Linked DNA regions of Mus musculus: region 2 is linked to region 1. A link is a contact called in public HiChIP or PLAC-seq data. All regions are on one chromosome and are shown on one strand. Each heading gives the region's core, a stretch centred on a gene start, on an enhancer-like site or on the middle of the called end of the contact. The rest is flanking DNA. Distances are from core to core; before and after follow the strand shown. Region 1 has its middle 26 kb from the start of Gm38860. Region 2 has its middle 5.0 kb from the start of Fbln2.

Region 1 (3,276 bases), core at 517-3,016:
TGAAAATTCTGGAGCTAAGCAATCCTCCAAAGCAGTTTCGATGTCCTGGCTAACCCTATTCCAAAGCTATCATCTACAGGCAGTTCCTATGTCTGATCCCTTAAAGAAGTAGTTACTCTCATTTGTCATGGAACTGACTCAGAGAGGCTGGGCCTTACAAACTTTGAGCCACTGGAAACAGCTACAGCAGGGGCTAGGTCTTCCAACCCACTGCTAGATGAGGACTAACTGCCCACTCATGAGAAAGCCTTAAAGGTCCTCCAGAAGAAGCCTAGGGAAGTTAGGGTGACAGGGGCATTGCAACATCAAAGCTGCTATGCTTTATTGATGGAAACAGAGCCCTTTCCATGCACAATACTTACTGACCAGTGAATTCTGCATAACTCTGAGTTATCAGCTCCATAGACTTGGTACACAAGAATTCCAACCATATCACTTGGCCACACTTAGCCTATAGTTGGGGAGATCTGGTCTGCAGACTAGCATGTGTCTATGCTGGGTGAACGTCTGCAAGCAGGAGATCCACTGAACTCAGATGGTCTCATAACTACATCAGTAGCTCGTACTCCCTTTCAGATAGGTCAGTTTCACCTTCTTTGATTCCAGTTTTTGACAAATTCCCAGTTTGTCTATGTTTGTTTCTCTGCTGGCTCAGTGGTAATTATTCCTGTTGACACCCAGACAAGCACAGAACTGTGTACTTCCCAAGTTAAGCCAAGTGTTGCTCTTCTATAAAAAAATAAAGTAGCACAAACAATCCAATCAGCTGTCAAAGCAATGTTATAGACAAAATAACTGACAGATAGTCATCCTGATGACACAACATATGGATGTTCCCAAATGCCTGCCTCCTGTGGCCAAGCGCTCACCACACCTCCCTCCCCATAGCGAAGCCCTGAGGTCTGAGGTTTCTGCAGGCACAGTGGCCTGTATCTGGTGTGAACACTCACGTCAAAAGCACCAGCAGCTCTCAACTGCAATTCACACACTGCACCACTCACTATTTCTCTCAGCGCCAGCTAGATAAAGAAGCATTCCCTGATTTACTTTCTGGGTTGTAAAATAATAATTTGCTTAGCTTGTCAGACGGCTGGGAGAGAGCTTCAGAAAAACACTCCCTCATCTTTCTGTGGACTCTACCATCTGCTGGAAAAATAAGAATGGCTCACCCTGATCCCTTACAGTTTAATACATTTTGTCCAACTAGGACAAGTGTCCCAAAGTGTGGTGCAGCTTGTTCCTGACAAAGGGACATCTTCTCAGCACTGGATCCAGCCTTTATCTCAGCTGGGAGAAGGAGAATATTATTTAGTGGAAATATAACCACAGGGTCTCCTGCCACCAGTTTCTCAGCCACAGTTACAGGTGAGGAGAAAAAAGGCCTTCCTATCCTCTTCCAGACCCCTAGTCTTTGCTCCTAGGGAGAAAGGAATCTGCGCATAAGAGCACTCTGCTTCCTAGCCCCTACACCCCAGTTTTGGTACTTTCTAACCACTTTGAAGAACACAACTCAAAGGCTCCTTGCCAGGACCATCATAGTGCTTTCTGTGTTATCTGCCTGCTGCCAATTAGGACAGTCCAGTTTCCTCTTGCCACCCCCTCTTCTACGGCCACCCTTGAGCATGCCCCTGAAATGAAGCACCACCATCATGGTTAATGTCACCACAAACCCAGAAAAGCACTTTGTTTGGTAAGTCAACAGACACTGAATGCCACTGAAAACCTCCCCCAGAGTGAGTCACCAACTCAGAGCTTCAGAAAAAACGTCCTCTCAGAGTGATGTGTGATGTGACAGCCCTTGAGGGCTGGAGCAGATGAGAAGGCGGAAGAGGCTGTTCCACTGGGCCTCTCCCCAGCCACTTGAGGCTGATGTTTACTTCTGCCAAGAAACTTCAGGAGATCAAAGGCTAAAAGGGGGTCACCTTCTTCTACCTTTTCCCCTTTACACAATCACCACCAAAAGCACTGCATTGGTGACAAGATTCAATGGGGCAGAAGGGATCCAAACATGCTGTGCACCTTCAAGCACTGGCCAGGAGCCAAAAAGAATCCTGAGAAGTGGTCTGATCATTCCACAGTGTGAAAGTCAGGCAGGAGGTGAGCAAGATCAGGAGCCAAACAGCGTGAGATCCAACACTGGCTGACGACCAGACAGAGCTTAAACAAGGCATGTGATCCCTCTAAGCCTAGGTTTCACATCTGTATAATGGGAGCCTGTCTTTGCCTGATAGGAGTGATGACACATAAGGTATGAGCACACAGCAAACCCTTAGGGGATATTGCCATGTTCTCTTAAACTTGGTTCAATACATTCATTCGCACCTGCGGTTTGATGATTCCAATACTTCTTGTCTTCCCTGGCTTACCCATTCAGGCTATATACTCTGAGCACCCACTAGGTACCCAAGCTCTAGTGAGGGAAATGTGGTTCTAGAAATGGATCATTAGAATGTAGCTGACTGCACACTGCATAAATGAGTGCTGATGTCAGGGGAAAATCAACGTCAATAACAACAGAAGCAAATAACTCCCAGATAGCAAAGGCACCATGAATGAATGGATTTCTTCCCTGTTTTAATCTTCTCCCCCAGTGCTGGGAATAAATAATGACTCTTGGTACTAGAGGTCAAGACATTCAAGAAAGCCCTCTGAGGAAGAGCTTAAAGTTTCTGGGATTGAAAGCTTCTAGCATGTCTAGGCATCTGTGCCTAGTGAGGTAATTATCAAGCTCACTCTTGTCTCAGGGAAAGCAATGGACCCCTGAAGCTCATCTATATAGTGAGAAGGGAGCTCCTAACTCAGGCTGCAGTGGCTACCAGCTACTTAGTAAAAGGTCAGTCAGGTCTTGCTCAACCAGCATGCTTGTCAGACCGGCTCTTCTCAGGGCCACTATATGCAAATAGGGAGGCCTGAGAATGTTGTTATCCTCTGCCCAAAGGTAGAAAGTAGAGGCCAATCCCCTAGCTCCATTTCCCCCCAAACTGTGGCCCTATTCTGCTCTGTCACCTCTGGAAACTCAGCTTAATAACAGCTGTTAGCTCCAGCAACCCTTTGCCACAGCTCCATATCCCCCACTGCACATCTCTTGCACCTAGCCTTTAAGTTTCCACCTCCTGCTTTGGCTCAGCTGATCTAAAGAATTGAGAAACTGACAGACATGGGAAGAATCTAGCCTGCATGAATTACCTACCAGGTGCCTATTGCGTCCCACCACCACCACCTCTGTGTGTGTGTGTGTGTGTGTGTGTGTGTGTGTGTGTGTGTGTGTGTGTTACC
Region 2 (3,276 bases), core at 355-2,854, 220 kb after region 1:
AGTTCCAGATGCCCAGGCCCAAGGAACTCTCTTGACATTTGCTGGTGTCCCTGTGTCTGTGTCGCTGTGGTTCCAGTTCACAGGGGCCTCAGCTCAGCTGCAAGTGTAGTGGTGGAGGGGCTCTGTCACCCCGAGGAGATGTGTTCCTGTGGCCACCACAAACCTTAGATGCTTATAACCCCAAACTCATGAATTCCCAAAGGTAGATGGGGTAGCCTGTCAGGCAGATGGAGGCTGTTTGCAGAAGGATCTCTACTCCTGGAGACTCCCTCCTCTCATCCTCAGGCAAGGAACTAAAAGACAAACACCAGCATGTAGAATGCGCTGGAGGGCCTGGGGTCAGGTTTAAGGGCAATTGATTGGTGGATGGATAGATGTGAGAATGAGTTAGCCATTCTAAGCAGAACCTCAGGACCTGAAGCCTTAGAGCAGTGCATTGAGACGCCTTTGGGAGGTCAAATGACCCTCTCACAAGGGTAGTATATCAGATACTTATATTATGATTCATAACAGTAGCAAGATTATAGTTACTAAGTAACAACAAAATAATTTTGTGATTTGGGGTGATCACAACATGAGGAGCTGTATTAAAGGGTTGCAGCATTAGGAAGGCTGAGAACCACTAATCTAAGGAAAAGTATTGGTGGGTCCATCTACATTAACTGAAAAAAAATTATTATATAAAAATCACATGACCAGAGTATAGGAGGGTCTGCAGAAAAGGGTGAACCCCCTTCTGTGCAAAGAATTTCAGAAAGACAGCCTGTTGAAGATGCTGAGGAACCCTCCCCAGAATAAAGGCAGCCTGGAGGCTGGGCACCCCGTGCCAGGAGTGCAGCTCTTGGTGGGGCGGAGGACATCATGCAACCTTTAGGGGGCTGTTGATATAAGCTCCAGGGGTCTATTGACACAAGCATCAAAAGCACCCAAAGGTGCATGTGCCCTGTGCCACAGAAACTTCTTGGACTGGACAGGTGCCCAAATCTAAATCCAGAGATTCTCTTCAAATCATTTTTGAAATGATAAGAATGTTTAGAAATGGTTAGGGTTGGATACATTTGTATAAAACAAAAGAGACTGAAACAGATTCTTCTGAGAAGACATCATCTGCTGGTTTGGTAAAAGTTCTCTAATGTATTTATTAAAATTAGGGCCAGCCTTTAACATTTCACAGGTGAAAAAGCCAAGGCTTGGAATAGCCAGAGGCTTGCCTCTTGACTGCCCGACTTAGCCCCTGAGGGTTGTGTTATTTGGTCTTTGGCAGGTCTCTTCCCTTTTTGGGTTTTTCTGGAAGGTGTGTGTGTGCATGTGTGTGTGTGTGTGTGTGTGTGTGTGTGTGTGTAGGGGGGTGGTTTTGGGTACCCCCAGCTTGCTTTCTAACCCATGGTGAGATCTTTACTCTGAGTTCAGCACCCTGCCCCCTCATCCATGCCTTTTCCCCAAGCCAGGAAAGCTGTCCTGAGTGGCCAGGCTGGGCTAAGTCTTGTCCTGGGTGACTAGAACTTCTGAGAAGTGCCAGAAATTTCATCACACCAGAGGGAAGGGTCAGATGAATCAGAAATGAGTTGGGCCACAGAGGTGGAAGCCTACCATTCCCAGACAGAGTCGTCAGGCCGTTGGCTTCCTGGAACACACAGGGGACTCATGGAAGAGTAATGGCTCCCCACCTCCCCAGGGGTTCTATATGCTTCTGACTCTCTGAGCAGTTCGCCAAGGGCACTTGGTCCCTGTTCACAAGGTGGGACAGTGTGGGGGTGTGTGTGGAGAGAATGAGCTGATTGCGTGGGACCTGCCATCCTGCTGAGCCTCAGCCTCTTCAACTGTAAACCAGGAACAGTGATGGAAATCTCGACAATGGGAAGTGTCGGGAGGAGTCTGGGAAGTGCAGGGGGTGGGGGAATGGGGACTGTACATGGTAGGCCATTTAGTCTCACCAAATCAAGTTTATCAGCCAATTCCTGTAGGAAAATTTGTGAACAAGAAACTTCTGTTCACACTGACCAAAGTCTCAAACGAAACAACTAGTTCAAAACTGCAACTCAGATTGGCAGACGCTTCCAGAACCAAGTGAGTCTCTATAGTGGAAGCCTGAGACTGGAGGATCTGCAGAAAGGCTGAGCTTCAGCATCTGCCATCAGGAAGCACTCCTGAGTTCCTGTGCTGCTCAGAGCTGCTCTCTGCTCATTCCTGGCCCATCACACCTTAGGCAGTGGCCACAAGCTCAGGCTCAAAAAAGCACCAGGCACAAGTGTCCTCTTTGGACTCCTTGCCAGAGTCCTTCTTAGTTACCTCTCTTCCCTGATTCCACCACTGGTGCTGAGGATAGACTCCTCTTGCAGGCCACACCTGGGCCAGGTGCCCAGCTAGGAAGTAGGGGGTTCTCCTGGTCCCAATGCATCATGTGGTCTCAGGATAGATATGGGAAGTTTCTGCAGAGGCCCTAGTACCTGGGGATGTACCTGGGCAAAAAACTGAAATGCAGACTGCATAGGTCTTGTAGTATACACAAGCCCCACCCCTAGTACCCCCTAACTTCATGGGAGATTCCCGTCTACAACATGGTATATCTAGGCTTCTCAGCAGAGATCTTAAGTTAGTTAGGTATAGGCCAGGCTGTTATAATGAAGAGGCCCATGCTTTGGTTCATTTCCAAGTGAAGGGTCAGCGCAGGTAAAGCCACCTGTGATACCCAGCAGGGCATGACCTGTGTCAAGCTACCCGGAAGGGAAAGGAAAGGGCAGGCTTGTCCTTCCTTGGAGCTGGTCATATCTTTCCTCTCCAGTGGCCCAGAGTGTCTGTGGCTGTGGCAGCCAGAAATGCCAACCTTAGCCAGGCTCCTGTGCCCATCTGAACTCCCTGTGGGTGGATTTTCATCAAACAGTGGGGAGGGGTCTAAGTCCTGCCACAGGTGGAAAGGGTTGGGTGGGTGGAACAGATCCGTGGTGAGCTGGAAAGCAGAGGGGCGGGGGTTGGGGGCGGGATTTTCCCAGGAGGGTAGAACAGCTTCTTATACAGCTCTAGCCTTGGGGATGGGGTGTGGGTGGATGAAGGGCTAGAGATCCAGATCAGAGAGGGCCTTGACCTGGCCCTAACCATTGATTCTGTTTCTCTGTATCCAGGTCTTGCTCATGTCAAATGCTAGTTCCTGCCCAGGTATCCCTGAGGCCTGAGATGTGTGGGCTGGTAGTGCAGCCACTCTGGGGAGGAGGCAGGGCACAGGAAGGACATGCACAGGCAAGAATTCCAGGTGCTGGTGAACTATCATCTAGAAGACTG

What was found. HiChIP or PLAC-seq counts read pairs in DNA pulled down with a chosen protein or histone mark.
Region 2: an HNF4G HiChIP or PLAC-seq map of pancreatic cancer cells shows a contact between it and region 1. The contact joins two enhancer-like sites. A contact is called at or near these places in 9 of 39 promoter capture datasets (the C10 cell line, embryonic stem cells, hematopoietic stem and progenitor cells and 5 more) and 1 of 115 datasets of contacts at active chromatin or transcription factors (pancreatic cancer cells).

What each region holds. Positions count from the first base shown.
Region 1 is chr6:90,982,550-90,985,825 of GRCm38.p6, forward strand. It overlaps a transcript of Iqsec1 not described here. Among named protein-coding and RNA genes, the nearest start is that of Gm38860, 26 kb to the right of the region's middle. Within about 2 kb of position 1,767, at least 27 of the 459 cell types and tissues checked have an H3K27ac peak or open chromatin away from gene starts, as enhancers often do. A contact at or near this core is called in pancreatic cancer cells, where this site is marked.
Region 2 is chr6:91,206,122-91,209,397 of GRCm38.p6, forward strand. No RefSeq gene overlaps it. Among named protein-coding and RNA genes, the nearest start is that of Fbln2, 5.0 kb to the right of the region's middle. Within about 2 kb of position 1,605, at least 42 of the 459 cell types and tissues checked have an H3K27ac peak or open chromatin away from gene starts, as enhancers often do. A contact at or near this core is called in pancreatic cancer cells, where this site is marked.